2 separate regions of the Triticum aestivum genome follow, and region 2 is linked to region 1. The links are chromatin contacts, called in public Hi-C maps. All regions are on one chromosome and are shown on one strand. The core of a region is the stretch at or near the end of the contact, and the rest is flanking DNA. Distances in the headings are between cores, read along the strand shown.

Evidence for each region. Hi-C and Micro-C count contacts between places; a contact is called where the count stands out from the background.
Region 2: a contact with region 1 is called in a Hi-C map of leaf, with 10 times the contacts expected there. The contact joins the promoter of LOC123079289 here to the enhancer-like site in region 1. A contact is called at or near these places in 3 of 5 Hi-C or Micro-C datasets (all in leaf) and 1 of 1 datasets of contacts at active chromatin or transcription factors (leaf).

The regions. Positions count from the first base shown.
Region 1 is chr3D:418,644,859-418,647,940 of IWGSC CS RefSeq v2.1, forward strand. It overlaps LOC123079288 (DExH-box ATP-dependent RNA helicase DExH6), which reads left to right. Exons shown (of 15, transcript XM_044502025.1): 15 at 1-155. Among protein-coding and RNA genes, the nearest start is that of LOC123079288, 12 kb to the left of the region's middle. Within about 2 kb of position 1,468, at least 8 of the 8 cell types and tissues checked have an H3K27ac peak or open chromatin away from gene starts, as enhancers often do. A contact at or near this core is called in leaf, where this site is marked.
Region 2 is chr3D:418,870,654-418,873,735 of IWGSC CS RefSeq v2.1, forward strand. LOC123079289 (BTB/POZ domain and ankyrin repeat-containing protein NPR2) reads left to right here and starts at 1,542. Exons shown (of 4, transcript XM_044502026.1): 1 at 1,542-2,718; 2 at 3,024-3,082. The coding sequence starts at 2,086.

The DNA.
Region 1 (3,082 bases), core at 218-2,717:
AAATGTACGTATCTGTATCCTCTGTTTTCCTGCCATGCTCTGTTATCGTGCGATACATCTGGGAACTCCAAAGTGCGATTTATTCAGTCCTTACAATCAAATCCAAAAACTAGGTTGATGCAGTTCAATACAAAAAGCAAACGAAATTTTGTTTATTTTATGTCGTTTCTGTCCTGTTACCGGATTATTTCTGTTATCATTTTATTTATTTTTTGTTTTATCAATAAATTTTTGGAGGTTCTGTGCTTGTTTTTATCGAGTTCTTTTATCCTATGGCTGCTCAACACAGCCAGAGAGCATGTACATGTGCCCTCTTCCCTGAAAGTGTTTAATTCTTTACATGTTGGTTCTTTGTATGCAATATATCTCTACATCTGTCTGTTTTTGAAAAAAAAATAGTGTCTGTTTTTAGATGGTAGACAACCATTAAATGGTGGAACTGCAGCGATGTGATCTGGCCCTACGCCGTCTGTAGGATAGCGTCGTAGATTCAAGTGCATCCGTCTTACACGCACACACTCCTCAAATGCATCGGATATAGCAGTACGTTCTTGATGGAGTGGAGTGATAAACGTGGTGGGTCACAGGGCCAGATTAGGCAAAGAAGATACGAGAAGGCTACGTGTAGCACGTGCCTAGCGGGGGGATAGGATGCCAACGTGGTAGCACGTGGAGTTTAGCACGGTGTTTATCCCGCCGCAGAGCTGGAGGATGCCGACAAGCATTTAAGTGGCGCCATCGGTGAAGCGGAAGAGCCTCGCTTGCTGACCGCACAGCTGCGCCCGTGTACGGCGCTTCCTTGGCGGCATCTCATTTCGCGGGGACGCAAGCAACCGTGTTCTGCTACCGCAAAGAAATTCTCATATGATCGAGCCTCAGGGGCCGTGATGGTCATCAGAGGCCATAAGTGTGTACAGTACTTCCTCTGTAATAAAAGTTTGCAGCGGGAATCTTGTAAACTGCGTTGCAATTGCTGAGTCAGATGCCGTGATAGTCATCAGGAGCAGTTTAGTCGTTTGTCTGAATTCTTTTCGTCCCGGTCCAAGGAAGAAGCTAAATGACTCTTCCCATTGGATGCGTGTGTGACCAAGGAGGAGCCGCGCATTATTGCTCGTAAGCATAAACTAATCGGTGTCCGGCGCTCTCGTCAGTCCCCACCCATTAGTCTTTGGTCAACTCCAAAGTGAACCCAGTATGGATGCAGTGTAGTGTTAAAAACGTTCTTATATTATGGGACAAAGGGAGTAGTACGTACTCTCAATATTTATTTATCAATCTATGTATGAGCCCAGGAACTTCCACATGAACAGTTGCTCCCACCCGAGATCCGGTCAAACAAGACGTAGCAAGCTAGGCGTCAGCCTCTACCTCAGGCTCCAGGGGAAGGGGAGGAGAGCATCAGCACAGGTATGGCACCGAGTCACACGGCGCAGACGATGGCGGGGTGCTTGATTGAGTTGAGGGGCCGGGTGGGCCGGTGGGGCGTGTCGTGTGGTACGGATGACGGGGGACGCCCGCATCAGCGAGGCCTACTACCACCGAGCGCGTGACGCTGCGCGTCCAGCCCTGTGCGCGTCCCGTCACCGCGCGACTTCCCCGCCCCTCCTCGCCGATGTCACCCCGTGCCCATCACCGCTCACACGGAACGGATCGGGCCATCGGGGTCAGACCCCACCCGGCCCGCATCCCCGGCCAAGTGGACTGGACAAACCGACCGCGGGAGTATTATACTGCCAACTGCTCCTACTTTACGACCCCCTGAACCCGATTATTTATGGGTACGGGACACATAAGAAACGAGGCAATAACGACAACATGGTTGGGCAAAAGGCATAAATTTAACCTTAGAGTAAAATTATTTCACAAACTAAACTGTTCTTGAAAACATTTCACTCAGCTGGCCTTCAATGTGCAGCGCCTGACAGCAAGACGCTGCACTACTGTGCAGCGGCTAACACTCAGGCGCCACACCTTTGCAACGCTCGACAGCTAGGCGCTGCACTATACTGTGCAGCGCCTAGCGGTAAGGAGTTGCACAATAGAGTGCAGCGCCTTGCTAACGAGCTCTGCACAAAAGGGTCAACGGTGTGAAATATTTTTAAAAATAATTTAGTTTGTGAAATACTTTTGCTCTAAGATCAAATTTGTCAATTTTGGCGGTCGGGCAAAAACGTGCGTCTTTACCGTGGCGGAAAGTGAAAGACCCGGCCGACTCGCTCCAGCTGCCTGCCCGCTCTCCTCTCCTCGCCCCGGTGCCTGCCGACACGAGCGAGGCGCGTGCCACGCCATCCTGATCGCCAGCCAACAAAGATCGCGAGCTGCCACCATCGCTTCGCCGCATCTTGGCGCCGGCCTCCTCTTAACTTTGCAGGATTCCGAGGACCAGCGGCGACTCGTGGTTTGGCGCCGAGAGAGTACGAGGCTGTATCCCCTTCCCTTGCCTTTTCGTCGTTATTGAAAATCTGCGTGAAGCTTTGCCTCCTCTTGCACGACTCCTGGATGTGAACGTGAGCTCGCCCACACTCCATTGTGTACTCTGCTGTGCTCCACTTTTTGTTATTACAAAATAAAAGGAAGAGGGGAAAGTTCGGGCTGATTGAGACTGATTTGTTTCGTCATGTCATGTCGACATATCTCTGGCGGGCGGCTTGGGGGACACTCACACTATCGGAATAGTATCATCTTCGGTGTTAACAGGAGATGTGACCCGCTTTCATGGCCTAGGACGTCTAGGAGGACGCCCCGGGCGCCTCTCTCTTGGCCCTAGCCTTTTTCGGCTTCTAGGCAAGGCACATCCTGGTGGCGATGGCATCGTTTCTCAACCGTAGATGTCAAGTCCACGACCAGCATCTGCATCCTAGTAGTACTGGTAGTCGTAGTCATCAAATTATACAAACCACGATGCACCAACTATTGAGGAGGACTGAATTTGCAGCGAACATCTACTTTTCAAGTTTATTGCATAAAGCACCATCTATTAGTGTAATCCATTGCAGATACTAGCTTTAATTGATCATTTCATTATGTCCACATGATTCCTAATAGGGGGATCCTGCTTGTGAGTTCAGACGTGGCATAAAAG
Region 2 (3,082 bases), core at 292-2,791, 230 kb after region 1:
GACACATAACAGGTCACTACGCAACCACAACTAGAGAGGGGTGGACTAGAGTTGAGTTGAGGAGGTCATCCTTGGCGAGATGGAGGAGGACATACATCATCGGAGATGGGCGTGAGAGTACAAGCGCAACAAGGAAATGTCCAGAAATTGCACAACAACTATTGCGGCCACCTAAGAGAGGGCAATGCCATGGTGAGAAGGAATCACTAGATCCGGTGGTGAAAGTATCGGATTTGGATGAGGACGACAAGAGGGGAGGGGCATATGAGATCTATGTTGTAGCATTGGTAGCCACGACCGCACAAGAGGATGTGTGTGGCAACATGGCCATCGACCGACAACGTAACACTCTTATGCAAATGGAGCTGATCGAGGATGGTGATAGAAGGTGCACCCACCCTAGATCAACGTGAAATCAGGATGTAGAGAAGGGGAAGCGCCTGCGCATAGGTCCCATGGAGGAGGACACCACTGTCACAAGTCACCAAGTTGTCACCGTCACAGCGAACCTCCAGCCAACAAGTTATCGCAATGAGCTGGCGTCGGGCAACCATCATGACCAAACACCATGAGATGCGACTACATTAGTTGTGTACCGATATAAATTATGTTCAGGATGCAAAAATATTTAGTCGGGTTCTCAACACACACTTTTTTTGCTGGAGGATCATTACTTAGAGAAGGACACGTGAGACCATGCAGTATTGAGTAGGACCCATTCCTGCATTTAACACGGGAAGGGTCGAGAAGGATCGAGTAGGACCCATTCCCGCATTTAACGCAGGAAGGGTCGAGAAGGATCGAGTAGGACCCATTCTCACATTTAACACAGGAAGGTCGAGAAGGGCCTAGCACCACGTTTAATCAACGCGATGGGTAGTGCAGCTTACAAGCAGAGCACAAGAAAACATAAAACTACAAACTGGCCCCTAAATCTTATGAAAAGGCCCCCAAACAAAGAATGAAGAACGCGATCGGGTCCAAAGCCGCGCCGCCATAGAACTTACAAACATAACCCCAACGAAACATAAAATTCAAAACCAGTCGATAATCTTACGAAAAGGACCCCCGACAAAGAATGAAGAACACGATTGGGTCCAAAGTCGCCCCGTCAATATAACTACAGACATAACCCCAAAAAACATAAAATTACAAAGTGGACCATAATCTTACAAAAAGGGCCCCAAATAAAGAGTGAAGAACGCGGTCGTGTCCAAAGGTGCGCCCTAATGGGAGAAGAAGAGAAGGAAAGGGGAAGGAGAGAGAACACGGGAAGAGAGAAAATCCTCCCAGCATAGACAGCGGAGACAAGAGGCTGGCAAGTGGGATCACAAGTCTTCCCCCGATCGCAGTGACGTGTGGAGCTTACGCGCGCTACGTTTTGTCATCGCAAGCTGCGACATGTAGAGCAATATTTAATTTCCTAATGATCTCCGCGCTTTTGTACTTTGCAAACGCCAATATTGGTATTCTATGGGGTGGCCCGTGCAATTTTACCCGCGGTATTCCTTCCCTTCTTCTTCTCCGACCCCAAAAGCCAGAGAACCTGATCGAAGAAAGCGAAGAAAAGAAAGGTAGGGACGGGAGAAATCCAGCGGTCTCAGTCATCCTCCGCCTCCATATTCCTCCCCGTCGTCGTCTTCAATCCCCTCCCTGGCCGAGCCTCCCCCTGCTTTCCACGCAACTGCCCCCGGACTCCTCTTCCGCGACCCCACTCTCCTTCCTCGCCCCGCCAGGTCGTCGTCGTCGTCGTCGCTCCCAATATTTCCTCCTGCTCCCCCCACTTGGATCAGCCGGTCGCGAGGAGGAAAAAAATATCCCGAAAGCTCCCGGTTTGACGCGGCGGCGGGCGGGCGGCTGCCGAGATCTGGGCTCGAGGAATTCGCCGTCCCTTCTCCGCTGAGTTTAGGCGGGGGGTGACGTGGGGGAGTTTCCGTGCCGACGCGGATCTGCGTGGTGCCAAACAAAGCCTGCCCGAATTGCGCAGTTCGGCCGGGAGCGACCAAAAGGCAGCCTCCCCCCTTTGCCTTCCCACACATGGTGGTCCGGCTCTAGGGCCCTTTCGCCTCGTGCTTGGCGGCGGTGATGGAGCCGTCGTCGTCCATCACGGTCGCCTCCTCGTCGTCCTACCTGTCCAACGGCTCTAGCCCCTGCTCCGGCGCTCTGGCGCCGCTGCCCGCGGCGGACGGGTGGGGCGGGGCTGGGGGAGGGGGAGGGAGCAGCAGCAGCGTCGAGGCTGTGAGTCTGAGTCGCCTCAGCAGCAACCTCGAGCGCCTCCTCCTCGATTCTGAACTCGACTGCAGCGACGCCGACGTCGACGTGGCGGACGGCGGGCCGCCCATCCCCATCCACCGCTGCATCCTCGCCGCGCGCAGCCCCTTCTTCCACGACCTCTTCCGCGCCCGCGGGAGCCGCAGTGATGGGGCAGTCACCGCCTCCGCCTCCGCCACCAGTGGCGGAGCGGGAGGGGATGTTACCGGGAGGCCGCAGTACAAGATGGAGGACCTCGTCCCAGGTGGCCGTGTGGGTCGCGAGGCCTTCCTGGCGTTCATGGGGTACCTCTACACGGGCAGGCTCCGGCCAGCGCCGCTGGACGTGGTGTCATGTGCTGATCTTGTGTGCCCGCACGACTCGTGCCCGCCGGCCATCAGGTTCGCCGTCGAGCTCATGTACGCGGCGTGGACCTTCAGGATCCCCGAGCTCATGTCGCTGTTCCAGGTGAGGGATGCGTAGGCTCTTATTGGCTTGTTTAGCACCCCCAACTATTTTATAGATTTTTTTTTCTAGTCTTGGCTACAGACATGGCAGCTTCAGGCTAGAAATGTTCTACCCTTCTCCAATTTGTTTATTTGACTGTGCACAGACATTTGCAGTATATTTGGCATGCTAATTCGAAACAGAGGAAAAACAGTAAATTTGGTACATGAGAAAAAAAGTAAATCATGGTTTCATTTCTCCATTTCACATGACCTTTCTTTCTCTGGTGAATTGCTAATCATGGTTAAGATGATCATGTACTGCAGCGACGGCTTATGAACTTTGTTGACAAGACTCTGGCTGAAGACGTCCTACCTATTTTGCA